Regions from separate parts of the Danio rerio genome. Here all the other regions are linked to region 2. A link is a contact called in public Micro-C data. All regions are on one chromosome and are shown on one strand. The core of a region is the stretch at or near the end of the contact, and the rest is flanking DNA. Distances in the headings are between cores, read along the strand shown.

The links. Hi-C and Micro-C count contacts between places; a contact is called where the count stands out from the background.
Region 1: a Micro-C map of caudal fin shows a contact between it and region 2, with 5 times the contacts expected there. The contact joins the promoter of rasl11b here to the enhancer-like site in region 2. A contact is called at or near these places in 2 of 18 Hi-C or Micro-C datasets (caudal fin and an unstated tissue) and 1 of 4 datasets of contacts at active chromatin or transcription factors (caudal fin).
Region 3: a Micro-C map of caudal fin shows a contact between it and region 2, with 20 times the contacts expected there. The contact joins two enhancer-like sites. A contact is called at or near these places in 9 of 18 Hi-C or Micro-C datasets (caudal fin, embryo, fibroblasts and 3 more) and 1 of 4 datasets of contacts at active chromatin or transcription factors (caudal fin).

What each region holds. Positions count from the first base shown.
Region 1 is chr20:25,623,238-25,627,966 of GRCz12tu, forward strand. It overlaps rasl11b (RAS-like, family 11, member B), which reads right to left and starts at 3,396. Exons shown (of 4, transcript NM_200140.1): 1 at 3,097-3,396; 2 at 2,940-2,996; 3 at 2,763-2,839; 4 at 158-1,436. The coding sequence starts at 3,208. The coding sequence ends at 948. It overlaps LOC108180337 (a long non-coding RNA gene), which reads left to right and starts at 3,551. Exons shown (of 2, transcript NR_170103.1): 1 at 3,551-3,743.
Region 2 is chr20:25,490,842-25,495,550 of GRCz12tu, forward strand. All of the region lies in intron 5 of scfd2 (sec1 family domain containing 2), which reads left to right. Among named protein-coding and RNA genes, the nearest start is that of rasl11b, 130 kb to the right of the region's middle. Within about 2 kb of position 3,445, at least 12 of the 62 cell types and tissues checked have an H3K27ac peak or open chromatin away from gene starts, as enhancers often do. A contact at or near this core is called in caudal fin, where this site is marked.
Region 3 is chr20:25,728,031-25,732,648 of GRCz12tu, forward strand. No RefSeq gene overlaps it. Among named protein-coding and RNA genes, the nearest start is that of spata18, 42 kb to the right of the region's middle. Within about 2 kb of position 3,236, at least 5 of the 62 cell types and tissues checked have an H3K27ac peak or open chromatin away from gene starts, as enhancers often do. A contact at or near this core is called in caudal fin, where this site is marked.

The sequences.
Region 1 (4,729 bases), core at 2,146-4,645, 130 kb after region 2:
TGCGAGTGTGTATACATTCATAAACAGTAATACAATACACTGTTAATAGGACCTTATGTTTATTTGATAATCTCAACTAAATGTGGCTTTGTATCATGCATCAGAGTGTATAATTGTATGAAATGGGAGTGCATTTTAAAAAAGTCAAAACAGCAAATAGGTTTAACAACTTTTTTATTTCCCATCACAATCAAATAACAAATAAATAACTGAGCTTCAGCCCTTTGGCTTTTTTAAAGTGCGTTTACATAAAAAAAAAATGATAATAATAATAACAAACTCCTTCTCCACTTTTGAAAAGTGGCACAAAGCAATGTTTTTCACTAAACCAGTAGAAACATTCTGGCATTGCACACAAGAGTAGGACTGTAAGAGATACACATACTCTCTGTCTCCTTTTATATGCTTAGCTTGAGTGCCTTGTCCTTTAACAATGCCTGCATTCAGACCGTAAAAGCCTTGCCCACCAGAAGGAACAAAAAAAAAACCTCTCCCATGCCTTTCAGAAAAGCCATTTCTAAAACAGTCGGTTTAGCGGCCTTCACCAGCTCTCTGTTACCAAGAGAACGCGTCTTAAAAGTTCACAGGTAAGACAGTGTTAATGATAGCGTCTCTATTCAGTCATTCTGTCTTTGCACTGTCCCATTTTAAGGCATTACGACCACATCTCCCAGAATCCTGTTGTGTCTGCAGCAACAGCAACAAAGGCGTTCACCGCTCCAGTGAAAATATAAGCTCACCACACTGTTTTTGTTTATTTCAGCAAACATGACACAATCAGAGGTCAGGTTTCGGGGGCCTCTGTTTGGAACCAGTCTACTGATCATCAGCGGCTCTCAGGATGGTCCAAGGAGCGAGACCTACACATTCAGCATCTCTGCTCTGGAGATCTGCTCCTCTTTTCTCTCGTAATCCTGCACTTTTTCCAACTAGTACTGGAACCCGGTTCACACTGAAGTGACGGTGCGGACTTTGGCAGACAGCACCTGTTTGAAGCGCCTCTTCAGATCCTGCATGTTGGGAGATTTTGGCCGTGGGATGAGGGGAGATCTTTTCTTCTCTGTTACAGATGAAGTTGCATTAATGGGTGTCTGAGGCTGCAGTTTGGCCAGATCCACGCACAGTCTGTGGAAGGCACTGTGGACCTGGTTGTAGTCCTCGCTGGCAGACACTTCATAAAAGGAGCAGCTCAATGCTGAAGACAGCACGGGACCTTCTTGAGCATCAACACGCCTCACATGAAGGAGATCGGCTTTATTGGCTACTAGGATGATCGGTATGGACCTATCAGAATGAGTGCGGGTTACAAGCTGGTGAAGCTGGCCAATGAGATCGAAGCTTTTGCGGTCTGTAACTGAATAGACCATAACTACAGCATCTGCCCATTGAATAGAGCGAGACACGTGGTCAGTGCAGCTCAATCCATTAGCATTCACCTGGAAAATAAGAGAAAAAAAGACAACTGTCAGTAATGCAACACATTTGGTTAGAGTTCAAAATTTCTCCAATAGACAACAATGCACTTATTTAAAGCTGCAAAAGGATCACTTGCTATTGGCTACAAACGCTAGGAGATTTATCCAGCTAGACTTACAGAATCTTTCACCCTAGTCCCAAAAAAAAGACGTTCTGTGGTTTTGGATGACTGCCTGGTTCAGCCTTGCATGCCAAACTTGGCACTAAAATCTCTGACTAAAGACGTTTTGAAAGAACTGCCCTGTAATTGAATTAAAAGCCATTCTCTAATTTTGAAAGCGGAGGGATAATTTAGACGGGCTGGTCTACTGCAACCATTCTGAAGTGCTTATTCATATGCCCAAACACGCTGAGCACTGCTGAAGCAGCAGAACCTCCCAACCGCCGCTACAAATAAATAGTCCACAGCTCTGCAGAGTTGGATCTTTTTAATGAATCAAAGTGACCAGTTAAGAACTCTGTTTGAGTTAGACTAGGATTCGCCAAAGTCTTTATTTTATTTTAAATTAATCCAGGTCATAAAATATACAGATTTTGAAGCTGAAACTATTATGCTGGATTCATAAAATGCAAGTCAACAGACACTGGTCATGAGTGAAGTGGCAGCTGTTTGACTTGTATTATTTGAACCACCAAGGACCACAGTTTCAGCTTCTATGTGACTTTATTCATCAGCAGACAATCTTAGATGGCCTGAAGGTAAAAAAATTAACATCGAAATCTTACTTAGGTGTGAATTGCCTTTTTTATTTACACATTTAAAAGCATGCAAAAAAAAAGCATTTCCCATCCTTACACGTTTATTCAATCTTAACATTTTATCATTGGTTTTGTAAATGTGAATTACACTTAGATGAGACGAATCTTAGCTTGATGCAAAGTTGCAATGATCGTCCTTTTCTGATAGAAAAACGTCAAGCAAACATATTTTGGACTGTTTAGATCTTGCGACGCTATACAATCAGTTCAGTTTAATCGTTCGTGTCCAGTTCTTTGATACAAATCGCAGAATTAAGCAGACTTTGCTGTACATGAACGAGCTTCCCCCATATAGGAGTGCAACAGCAGGCTCCCCGCTGGCCAATTAACCCCAAGTGTTAAGCAGAAACCCGGATAAACACAAAAGAAGCGCTGAAAGACAATAGGTGAAGGTATGCGCTCTTTCTACACTTCTCACCCGTGAAGTAGCAGCGTGGGAATGAATGAAAGATGCTCTACGAGCGCTTATAACGGTTACATGTCTCATAAAAAACAAGTGTATTCCTGCATGGCTCATATGTACTCACTTGAACTCCAGGAGTGTCTTGAACTTGAATGGCCACTTGTTCTCCGTCTATCTGCACCTCTCTGGAGTACAGGTTGCCTGTAAAGCGAAAGCGCATAGTTTAATATATTTGACAACAGCAGAAATGGGTTTAATGATTCCTAAATCGGTTGTCTTGTTAGAAAGATGACAAACTTACCAACGTTTCTCTCGTAGTCGCCGATAAACCGCTTAGTGAGGAAACGAACCACCAATGCTGCAAGAAAAAGACCAGAATTTTAACGATAAAGCACACAGAACATTACAGGATGTATTGTGAGAATGTAAAATTGCTCATAGCTTGTCCACAAACTTACCGGTTTTGCCAACCCCACTGCCACCGATGACTGCGATCTTAATGACCCGGCTGGACGGGCAATCGGCGCTCGGGTACTCCGCAATAGTTGACATGTTCTGGATCAGACGCATTTTGGCAAAAGAGCGATAGGAAGATGCTATCCAAAGCTTACGAATAAAAAGGCTTAAGTCAAAATATCCACAGACGCCGTAAAAGCAATGTCAGAATCGAAGACACTGTTTTTCTCTAAATGATAAAGTATATGAATGTTTCCAAATTCCTTCTCCTAGATCTCACCAAGACTTCTACTTGGTTTTCTGAGAGCCGAGACTGGAGCTTGGATGTATTTATACAGCCAGAGAAGCGCTCGGCTCTGATTGGCTACTCAAGACTACGTTCACGCTCCATAGCTCCGCCCACAGCTTCACGTGTTCGCGCTCGCTGTTTATAGCCAAATAAAAGAGAGAGGGAGAGAAAACAGACAGCTGAGGTGTTTCTTTCTCCTGATTAACTGACAGTCGTTTCAGCAAAACCTGCACTAACAGTTGCAGAGGATGAAAATGAGTCGTGTTTTACAAGGTTAGCCGACTAGCCTGTATAAATGAGCCTGCTGAGATTTAAATGAGAGATTTTGAATGAGGCTTTGTGCTGTGATTGCAGATATCGGTAAGTTGTAAATGAGCGACTTCAAACGCGTGTAATGAGAATGTTATCTAGTCCCAATGATCTCTAAGCGCTTAATGTGTCACATTGCAGAGTTTTTTCTTCTTTTGCTAAGTCATTGATCAGCATCCCCACAGATTTGCCTCAGGACCTGTAAATAAATAAATAATCTCTCTCTCTCTCTCTCTCTCTCTCTCTCTCTCTCTCTCTCTCCCCCTCTCTCTCTCTCTCTCTCTCTCTCTCTCTCTCCCCCCTCTATGGATAAGATATGATTCTGTATACGTTTTTTTTGTGATTGGTTTAGTAAGAAAATGTTGGATGAGAGGAGTGACACCTCTGGTGTGATTTTTTTATTTTTTTTATTAGTCCTCAGGTGTTAATTTTGCCTCACATTGTTTTGATTCTCTTTCTTTTTTTTCTTTTTAATTCTGAAAGGGCTGTTTGACTTAAAGGAAATGTTGATCAAAGTTCTTCATGGGATGATCTTTTAGTCTATGCAGCTGAAATATAAATATGAATGTATTACATTGCTAAAAAACAAAAAAAAATTAGCACATATAGCATTTTGTTTGAAGAGGTCAGACACAAAAACTTCTAAATGCCATCTGAACACGTTAATGTTGAGTTATTTCACTGTTAAAGGCAATGAAAAGAGCTTATTCGTCGTTATAACAGTAACATTTCTGAGTCTACACAAGAGTTGGAAAAAAGCTAATTTTAGACGAAAATATCATTTAAAGGGTTTTGCATCTAAACTGTTCATATGCTTATGATAATGAGTTGTCATTTCCATTGGTTGCATATTAGTTCAAATGAATATTATAATTGCTCTCACAATCAATATTTACTTAAATCTGTGTCCTCCACCAGAGCATTTTTCTTTGATGAATCAGAGCGTATTGTGCTAGCCCACTGTACATTGGCCATTAAGCACTATAGATCATTATGTTTGACATATTCTGCCACTGTTTACTCGACACACAGTTATG
Region 2 (4,709 bases), core at 2,195-4,694:
TTTGTCTTCTCAATACATTTTCAATTTTGCAGTGATTATTTCAATGATAGAAGAAAGACAATATACTTCAGATTAAAAACACTCACATTTTCCTTGCTATGTGGTTCAAAATTTAAAATTGGTTTAAAAGCATTCAAATAAAAAAAAGTATAAGAGTTGTTAATTTACGTAAGTTATAGTTTGCCCTGTTTAATTTTGAACTTGATTGATTGAAAATTAATGAATCACATATTTTCAGTATAATTTAAATAACAAAACAACAACAGGTCATTTAATGTACAGTTTATATATAAAAAATACAGTATTATCAGAAATGTTTAGAATAAGAACAATATTATCATCTCAAGAAAAGAGATTACTTTATAACACTTTGCAAACATTCACTCACCGGCCACTTTATTAGGTACACCTTTCTAGCACCGGGTTGGACCCCCTTTTGCCTTCAGAACTGCCTTAATGCTTCGTGGCATAGATTCAACAAAGTTCTGGAAATATTCCACAGAAATTTTGGTCCCTATTGACATGATAGCATCACGATTTGTCGGCTGAACATCCATGATGCGAATCTCCTGTTTCACCACGTCCTAAAGGTGTTCTAATGGATTGAGCTCTTGGGACTGTGGAGGCCCTTTGAGTACAGTGAACTCATTGTCATGTTCAAACCAGTCTGACCATTCTCCTCTGACCTCTGGCATCAACAAGGCATTTGCCGCTCACTGGATATTTTCTCTTTTTTAGACCATTTTCTCTTTTTGTGAATGAAAATCCCAGTATGTCGGCAGTTTCTGAAATACTCAGACCAGCTTGTCTAGCACTATCAACCATGCCACGTTCAAAGTCACTTAAATCTCCTTTCTTGTCCGTTCTGATGCTTGATTTGAACTGTAGAAGATCGCCTTGACTATGTCATGCCTTAAGACATTAAGTTGCTGCCATGTAATTGGCTGATTAGAAATTTGCATTAACAAGCAGTTGGACAGCTTTACCTAATAAAGTGGCCGGTAAGTGTGTATTTTGCAAACATTTGCCATTATGCACTTCCCGACTTGATAAATGATTTCACAGAAATGCCTGACATTATACACTACACAACTGAGGATTATATACTATCAGACTTTCAGGTCTTTCCAAGCACAACAAACTTGCCTAGAAACATGTGGCTTGCTGATAGAAGATGCAGGACAGATGAAGCAAATGTGGAAATATACTGTGCAGGAGATGAGCACAGTAAACAAGCACAATAAACAAGCCGCTGATCACCACCCAACTTGCTGTTGTGATTGTTGTCCATGTAATGACAGCGTTTGTTCTTCAGCAAAATATATATTTTTTTCTTGTCTATGGTGGAGCTCCAGTTCAATTTCTTCTTTACCTCTGTGATTTTGTGCCCTTTAAACATTCTTGTTTATCTAAAAAACTATGCTAAAGACCGATATTCTGCTATAATAATGTGCTTTACGTGCCAGAATGTCTGTCTTTGTTTTGGTTCTTTTAACCCACCCAATGCCAGTTTAGCCAATTATATTTCAGCACCGCGGGTGGCCTTTGTGGAAGACCGTGTATTTCATTCATTCAGTCAGAAAGGCACTTAAAGTATGCGCCTGTGACCGAAATGTGACCTCCGGTGGACAGTAGCAGACTCTGAAATGAGAAGCAGATTCGGCGTTCCATATGAGGTCATCAGTAATTAGCAAATAACATAAACATTCCAAATGTATACATTTGTTAAGCAGGTTACATTGTAACACCATGTCCGAACAACACGCTACATGACGAGATTTGCAGTGATAAGCAATTTGGCTGTTGCACCAGACAAAACACAACAGAAATTTAAATACAGCCATTCAGAAGCACTGAAAATTGCACTCACTGCAAAACGAAATGGTAAGGTTTATAATCTAATTAATACATATTAATATTAATATTATTGCCGTCTTTCGGATGAGACGTTAAACCGAGGTCCTGACTCTCTGCGGTCATTAAAAAAATCCCATGGCACTTCTCGTGAAAGAGCAGGGGTGTAACCCCGGTGTCCTGGCCAAAGTCCCTCTATCGGCCCTTACGATCATGGCCTCCCAATCATCCCCTTCCACCGAATTGGCTCGATCACTGTCTCTCCACTCCACCTATAGCTGGTGTGTGGTGAGCGCACTGGCGCCATTGTCCTGTGGCTGCCGTCGCATCATCCAAGTGGATGCTGCACACTGGTGGTAGTGTGGAGAGACCCCCCTCATGATTGTGAAGCGCTTTGGGTGTATGGCCATACACAATAAATGCGCTATATAAATACACATTAAATTTACATTTAAACCTTTACCTTTAACATTATTAAATGTACATGCTAAATTACTGATATGTGTTGGCTTGCACTAAGTCACAATTCTTTGACAATTTATAATAAATATATAATTTTAAATTTAAATTTATAAAAGTTAAATAGGTGAACTATCTGCTGCTGCTACTTTCATGCAATAAATGGCATGTAAAATGGCATTCAAACGCTCATTATTAGCATTTAACATGGAATAAAGCACATGAGGTGTAACTGAGGTGATCATTGTCAGTTTATTCTGTTGTTCAGCTGCAAGGATTAGAAGCCTTTTCTAAAGTATATATTTCAGGTGTTGGTTAGAACAAAAACTCATTTTAATATGGAAAATATTCCTTCTATTGCACTTTATTGCTCATATTTAGAACATAGTTTAAATCAGTCTTTAGTTTCAATAGTCAAGCACACTCTTGTTGCTGTTGTCAATCTGGCAACCTGTGCTTGCGTGTTTTAAACCAGGAGTGCAATACCAAGTTCAACCACTGGGTGTCAAACTTACATAATTGGCTGAACTATGAGTGGATATCCTCCGACTGGATGCAATCAAACAATGAAGCTAAACAACTTGAGTCTGTGACTGCTATACACTATGCAATTTATTTGAAATCTGCATTCTCTGACTTTTAGCAGCTAGTTTTGAGTAGGTTGAGTTTAGTACTGTGTGTCAGCCACTTTATTCTGTCCAGTAAAATATGTCATATAGTAGTGCACTGAAACATCCACAATAAAGTGCTCAAAACTATGCAGCAAAACATCAGAGTGCAATTGTTTTTTTTTCTGTTTTTTTTTCTTTTCTCTAGGAACTTATCTGCATTAACTAATTTGCATATTTCCATTAGTGAACCAGGTGGTAAGATACCACAAAACAAACAATTCTACCATTCTCTTTCTTTCTGAGACCAACATCTGTGTCATTTCTCACACTTCTTTCAGTTAAACAAACACCAAGATGTATCTCAAACTGTGAGAACCATTTGTTTGTGTTGAAATCAAGACAGAAAGTATTGAGAAATTGCACAATCGAGCATTTTCTCAGGCTTTCTCACTGTTTCATGGGACCTGTGCTCATGATAAGAAGGGACCGGTTCGCAAGTGAGAGACGATGAGAAGAAAGGAAGGTATAAAAGAGAGGGAGGAAATAGAAGAATGAAGGAAATTGTGACGGAGAGGGGCACATCTGGGCTGCGTATATAGTGCCTTTTCTTGCCTTTTTTTCCTGTGTGTTATAAAAAAAGAGAGAAGTTGGACGAAGCTAGACTGACGCTAATCTCCCGGAGGAAAATGAAATAAAATGGCCAAGTTTTACTACAGTGTGTGTGTGTGTGTGTGTGTGTGTGTGTGTGTGTGTGTGTGTGTGTGTGTGTGTGTGTGTGTGTGTGTGTGTGTGTGTGTGTGTGTGTGTGTGTGTGTGTGTGTGTGTGTGTGTGTGTGTGTTTAACGGTGGGTGTGTTTAACGGTGGGTGTGTTTAACGGTGGGTGTGTGCCCATGACTTATATCTCATGGGGGAGGACTGAAATAAAGTTGCCAGCAATCAGACCACCTGATTCTTGGAGCCACAGTGCCCCCTTTTGGTTCATAAAAACTTCACCACCACATTACCATGCAGCCACTATCCCAAACTGCCCTTGAATGCTGCATTGGTGTTCTCATATACTTTTAAATGTGTATTTTATTACATATGCATGCATATTTGTGGGTGCGTGACCGAGTGGCTCACATTTCCTGCGTCTTTGTTTATAGTTGAAGTTTTCATAGAGTTCTATGGTATGTAAGTGGTTAAGTGTCTGTTTTACTGTTGAATGTTCACAGGCAGCCTATACTGTATGTGACACGTACATCTTATTTCAGCAGCGTTGACTGTACCTGTTTCATCCTGCAGGGGGAGGTTAATAAAAACTTTATAACTTTTAAACTTTTATAACTTTTGTATAACGTTTTTGCCATTTTTAGACGGGAAAAGGTATTTTAAAGTCTAATCTTAGTAAGGGGTCATATGCTTTTTTTGCTAAAATGAGAGTTGTAGTGTGGTACTTTTTTAAACAAATAATGGAGAGATGTGCACAAAGTAACACTTTTTGGTTTTGGCCAAATAATGAACAAAGTAATGGGGTTAGATAAACCATATATATATATATATATATATATATATATATATATATATATATATATATATATATATATATATATATATATATATATATATTTTTTTTTTTTTTTTTTTTTTATATATATATATATATTTCTTTTTTTTACTAACGAAATACAAACCTCTTCTACAAATGAACAATGAATTTATGCTCGCCAGACTCATAGTTTCTGTGCAGTATTGCCAAAATTACCAGGAGTAAAAATGTTACTATTTACCTCACCTGCGAGCCA
Region 3 (4,618 bases), core at 1,986-4,485, 240 kb after region 2:
AGTTGCAGCTTTTTCTAATGTATACTATTTATTGAATCATTTGCAAAAAAAAAACAACCCCAGAATAATAACTTGAACTGTTTATCTACATTGAAACAGCTCCAAATGAACAGTTTTAGTAATTTGGGGATTTTTTCAGTGGGTGGGGGGAGGGTAACTTTACTGGTCCAAAGCTACAAAATCAGTGGCTGGCTTTGTGTGACCTCACAGTATAATGGGTCGACCACAAACCATCCTAAAGCATCTTCTTATAGGAATGTTTAGGTGTCCTCTGTATTTGTTTTTATTGTGCTGTTCAGTGAAACCCCTCAAAGATTTTTCACATTCCCAGTCAGCTGTGCATGCATATAGGTACTTGGCACTAATGAGTCTGTTTATCCATCTAATGAACAACACTTAGTGTCATCTGCTGAAAATGAAGGCAAGCAGGAGGCTTTTTTATCATTATTCAGAAAAAGAAAAAAGCAGTACTGTATGTAAAGCTGTAGGCTGACAGACTGTTGATCATCTTCTAACAAGTCCACATATTAAGAGCTCAGTAGACAAATGTAAGGAAAAAAGCAGTTCTTACAATCAGTATGTTGGATCTAGAAGAAATAGACGGGATTTAAGATTTGATTGACTTTGACGTGGGCCAGAATGGTATGGTAGGGTTACTGGATAAGATAATCTATGAAATGCCAAGGTTTGTGAGTTTCTACCAGTCAGGAGTGATGAGAAATCACCATCAGAGACTCCCTATTGTCACAGAAGTCTCACCAAAATTTTAATGATGGTTTTGGGAGGAAAAGTGTTTTGAGTGCAAACCAAATAGATGACACTTGTCCACTCTCAAAAGGCCACGTGAGCATTCAACTAGACTTTGAAGTAGTACAAAATGGTCCCCTGCTCCAGTGAGGCCCATTTTTCTATTCCATCAAGTGGAATAGTGCACATTTGGAAGTTTACCTGGTGAAGTGATTGCACCTGGGATGAAACAAACTGGTGGCGTGAGTGTGATGCTCTGTGCAATGTCATTCTGGAAAACCCGGGGTCAGCCATTCATGTTGATACAAATCTTGCACATACTTCCTACTTTAAACAGTGCTGCAGACCAAGTATGTATTAGGGGGCAGTTGAGGCTTAATGGTAAGTGAGTTGGTGTATTGTACTACACTCTCTCCGTCTTTGATACCCAGCTGTGGTGCCCTTAAGAAGGCACATAACTCCTAATTGCTAAATCACTAAATGTGTTTGTCTGTGTGTTCTCTTCATTAAAAATGTGTGTGTGCAAAGCAGAGGACCAATTTCAAGTATGGGTAAAACCATATTTGACATGGCTCGCTTCACTTCATACAAGGTCATGACAATGGTTTTCCCTGGCGGAAGTGGCCTCTTTCAGCAGGATAATCCAATGCTCACATTGTTTCGGAATTGTTTGAGGATCGTGTAATGAAGTCTTCAAGGTGTTGCCCTGACCTACACATACCTCAAATCTCAATCCATGCGAGCATCTGTAAAATATGCTGGGCCAACAAGTTTGATCTAAGACGGCTCCAACTCTACAGGACTGTTGGCCTTGATGTTGGATGACACGGGACAGCATCCGGAGTCTTGTAGAATCCATGTCTCAGCAGGTTGTAATGTTCAGGCATGTGCATGGAGAACTTGCAGAAAATTAGGGTGATTTCACATCAGGCTGGTTGTTTATGCATATATGAACAAGGTCATTGTTCTTGGATCTATGCCAAAACAGTTGCTCTGAAATTGCCTGAATGAGGTGATGAGAAAGCAGTCCAACCCAATGGACCAATGAACAAGGCTTTCTTACAATGTATGTTATTTCATAACACTGCATGAAAACGAACTGTGTTTGTTTTTTATGCCTCTCAGAAATAATCGGTAAATCTCCAGCAATGACAGATGACATGCCAAATTGAACCTCGGAAGAACGTGGATGAACAGTGGTTCAAATCACAAAATAACAACTGAAGCCTTGACTCTTATTAAAAATTAAAAACTAATATAAAATTAGCTGCAAAGATGTTGTAACCCAATGTCGTGGGGACGTTGCATTTTGTTTGGAAATAAAAATCAGATTGATGTCGGAACCCAACATCAGGCTGACGTCATTGTCCAATGTCCTACCTAAAATCAACCAAATATCAACATCTAATGTAACAGCTTGACGCTGTGTAGATGTTACCACTACGACATCTAACAGATGTTGGATTTTGATTGCCATGCCTGACGAAGAAATGTCAGTATTTGATGCCAATATGACGCTGGTTTAAGATGTTGGCTTAATGTTGGATTTAGGTCACTTTACACCACAATCTAAAATCAACCAAATTATATCAACGTCGTTTGATGTCGTTATTGGATGTCAAAATAATCATGTCCTTAGACCCTAGCTATGCACTGAATTTTGGTCACCTGACATCACAACCTGATATGAGCAGTATGAGCACTTTGACTAATAAGATGCATTTACTTGCATGCGACAAACTTCGATTATTAAAAAAAATATTGATGGTAAAACTGTACTGAACCAGAATTAAACTGTCTTAGGCACTTCAGCACATCTTCATAACGTTTTGGCTCATTGGTGTATAAAATTACAGCTAACCTTTTATATTTAAGACATTTCTCTGGTACTTACATTAAGTATATTTATTGTGTTTTAGCTTTCGATGTTTTTGCTTCTCTCTATTCTGAGTCACTCTGGATCCTGCTGAATAATAATTTAGTCTACAAAGCTTATTTATTCATGTGCGTACTAAAGCTATATAGCCTAATGAATGGTATGGCTATGACTAATTCTGTATTTCTACTAAATGTGGTCATAAGTATTGTTAGAAAAGACCTTAAAAAGTTACCCAAATTCGTTATAAGAATGCAAAGTAATGTCAGTGAATCATTGCAGTATACGTTCTAATCAAATAGGGCTTCTTCACTTAATGAGCGACCATACTATTTTGAGGCTGTGTGATCATTTGTAGCTCCCTGTATCATTTTTCTTATCTCTGCACTTCCCATGGAATGCTCCGAGCTCCATCAGACAGGCTTCAGTCCTGATTCATGCCTATTTTAGTGCCGCTTAAACATACACAAACATAACCTGTGACTTTACAGTAATAAGGCTATAAATGCCTTACACAGACAGCTTGAAATTCCTCTGAACGTCCTATAAGCACAAACTACTGGGAAGGGTTACTCCATGCCGATTACTTCCGTTTGTCCAAAGCTGAACCTGCTGGCGTGTTTTTATTGGATTAAGCGCGCCCTCTATAGGATAAACTGTGCATTTATATGATTGTTTATGTCGTTGCTGTTTACATTAGCTATTTTGAAGTTATATTAATCCAAGAGTTACATAAGCTAAATTGATATTATCATATATTTCAATTTGAGTCAATTTATTATTATCACATATGCCTATCATTCTTCTCTGTTACTCTAACAGCTAGGTCTGAGTTTTTTATGTTAGCTATACTGACTGCTAAATATGTAGCCTACTGATGTTTAATTTCTTTATGAGTCATTATCACTCTACAGTCTTTAGGATAATGTATATTCAATTAAATTTTATTTTTTTCCAAAAAATAAAAAATAAATAAAGTGTAGGATTTTTTATTTAACCACATTGTATTTATTAGACCTTAGCCTGTTGGTCAAGCTCCAGCCGTCTTTATAAATAAACTCCAAGCAGACAAACGGTAAACAAACCTCAACTTGCGTCCACCCTGTCATGGACAAATTCAAACTAGTATAAGTATATTTTCATTGCAGTGTGATTATAAAATGAATATTTTCAGAAAGATAATGTGTCCCTTTACCAACCCAACTTTAGAGATTATGGAAATGTCTATTTATAATAATGAAATACGTTACGGATAAAACATTTATTTCCCAATAAAATATGCAATCATTGCACATTCTTTAAAAAAAAACACCAGCATCTAAAATAGTTTGTCAAACTTTTAAACAATATTACCTAGCCCTTATTGGTTAATTAAGAAATCACACACAATGTTTTGATGATTATAATAATTTGTTTATTTTCATCAAGTTAAACATGACGGTGGAAAACAAGATGACAGGGTGGACATTGGCATGCATTTTTATTTCAAACAGTCAATGAGCTCCATAATATGGACTTTTAAAGAGACGGGTATTGCCAAAAGGTTTGTGGTGTCCACTCATGTATTGTATCTACTGGTGTAGTGTGTGTGTGTGTGTATACGTGTTGTACCTTAAAACATTAACTAATTAACAATAAGATATTAAATAAATATATAATTAAAGTGTCAATAACAATGCATATGTACCCCCTGTGAAGGAAGGATTTGTCAATGTGTGGACAATGACACTTTTGGCTAAAGATAGCATTTATTCAACACATTTTGCACCTGCAGCTGCATGGCAAAGTGTTTCCCTGTTCAAGCTGTTTGTACAGTTTAAAAGCTATAGTTTTGATTTCTGAATTATTTTATATGAATTAATATTTTATTATGACAGGGAGTAAGGGGGGCGTGTTAAGCTTGACAACATTTTAGTTTCAAACACAATATGAGGAAAAATATGTAACATAAGTGTAGATTACTGTGTGCACAGAAGATGTTTTAATCTCGAAAGA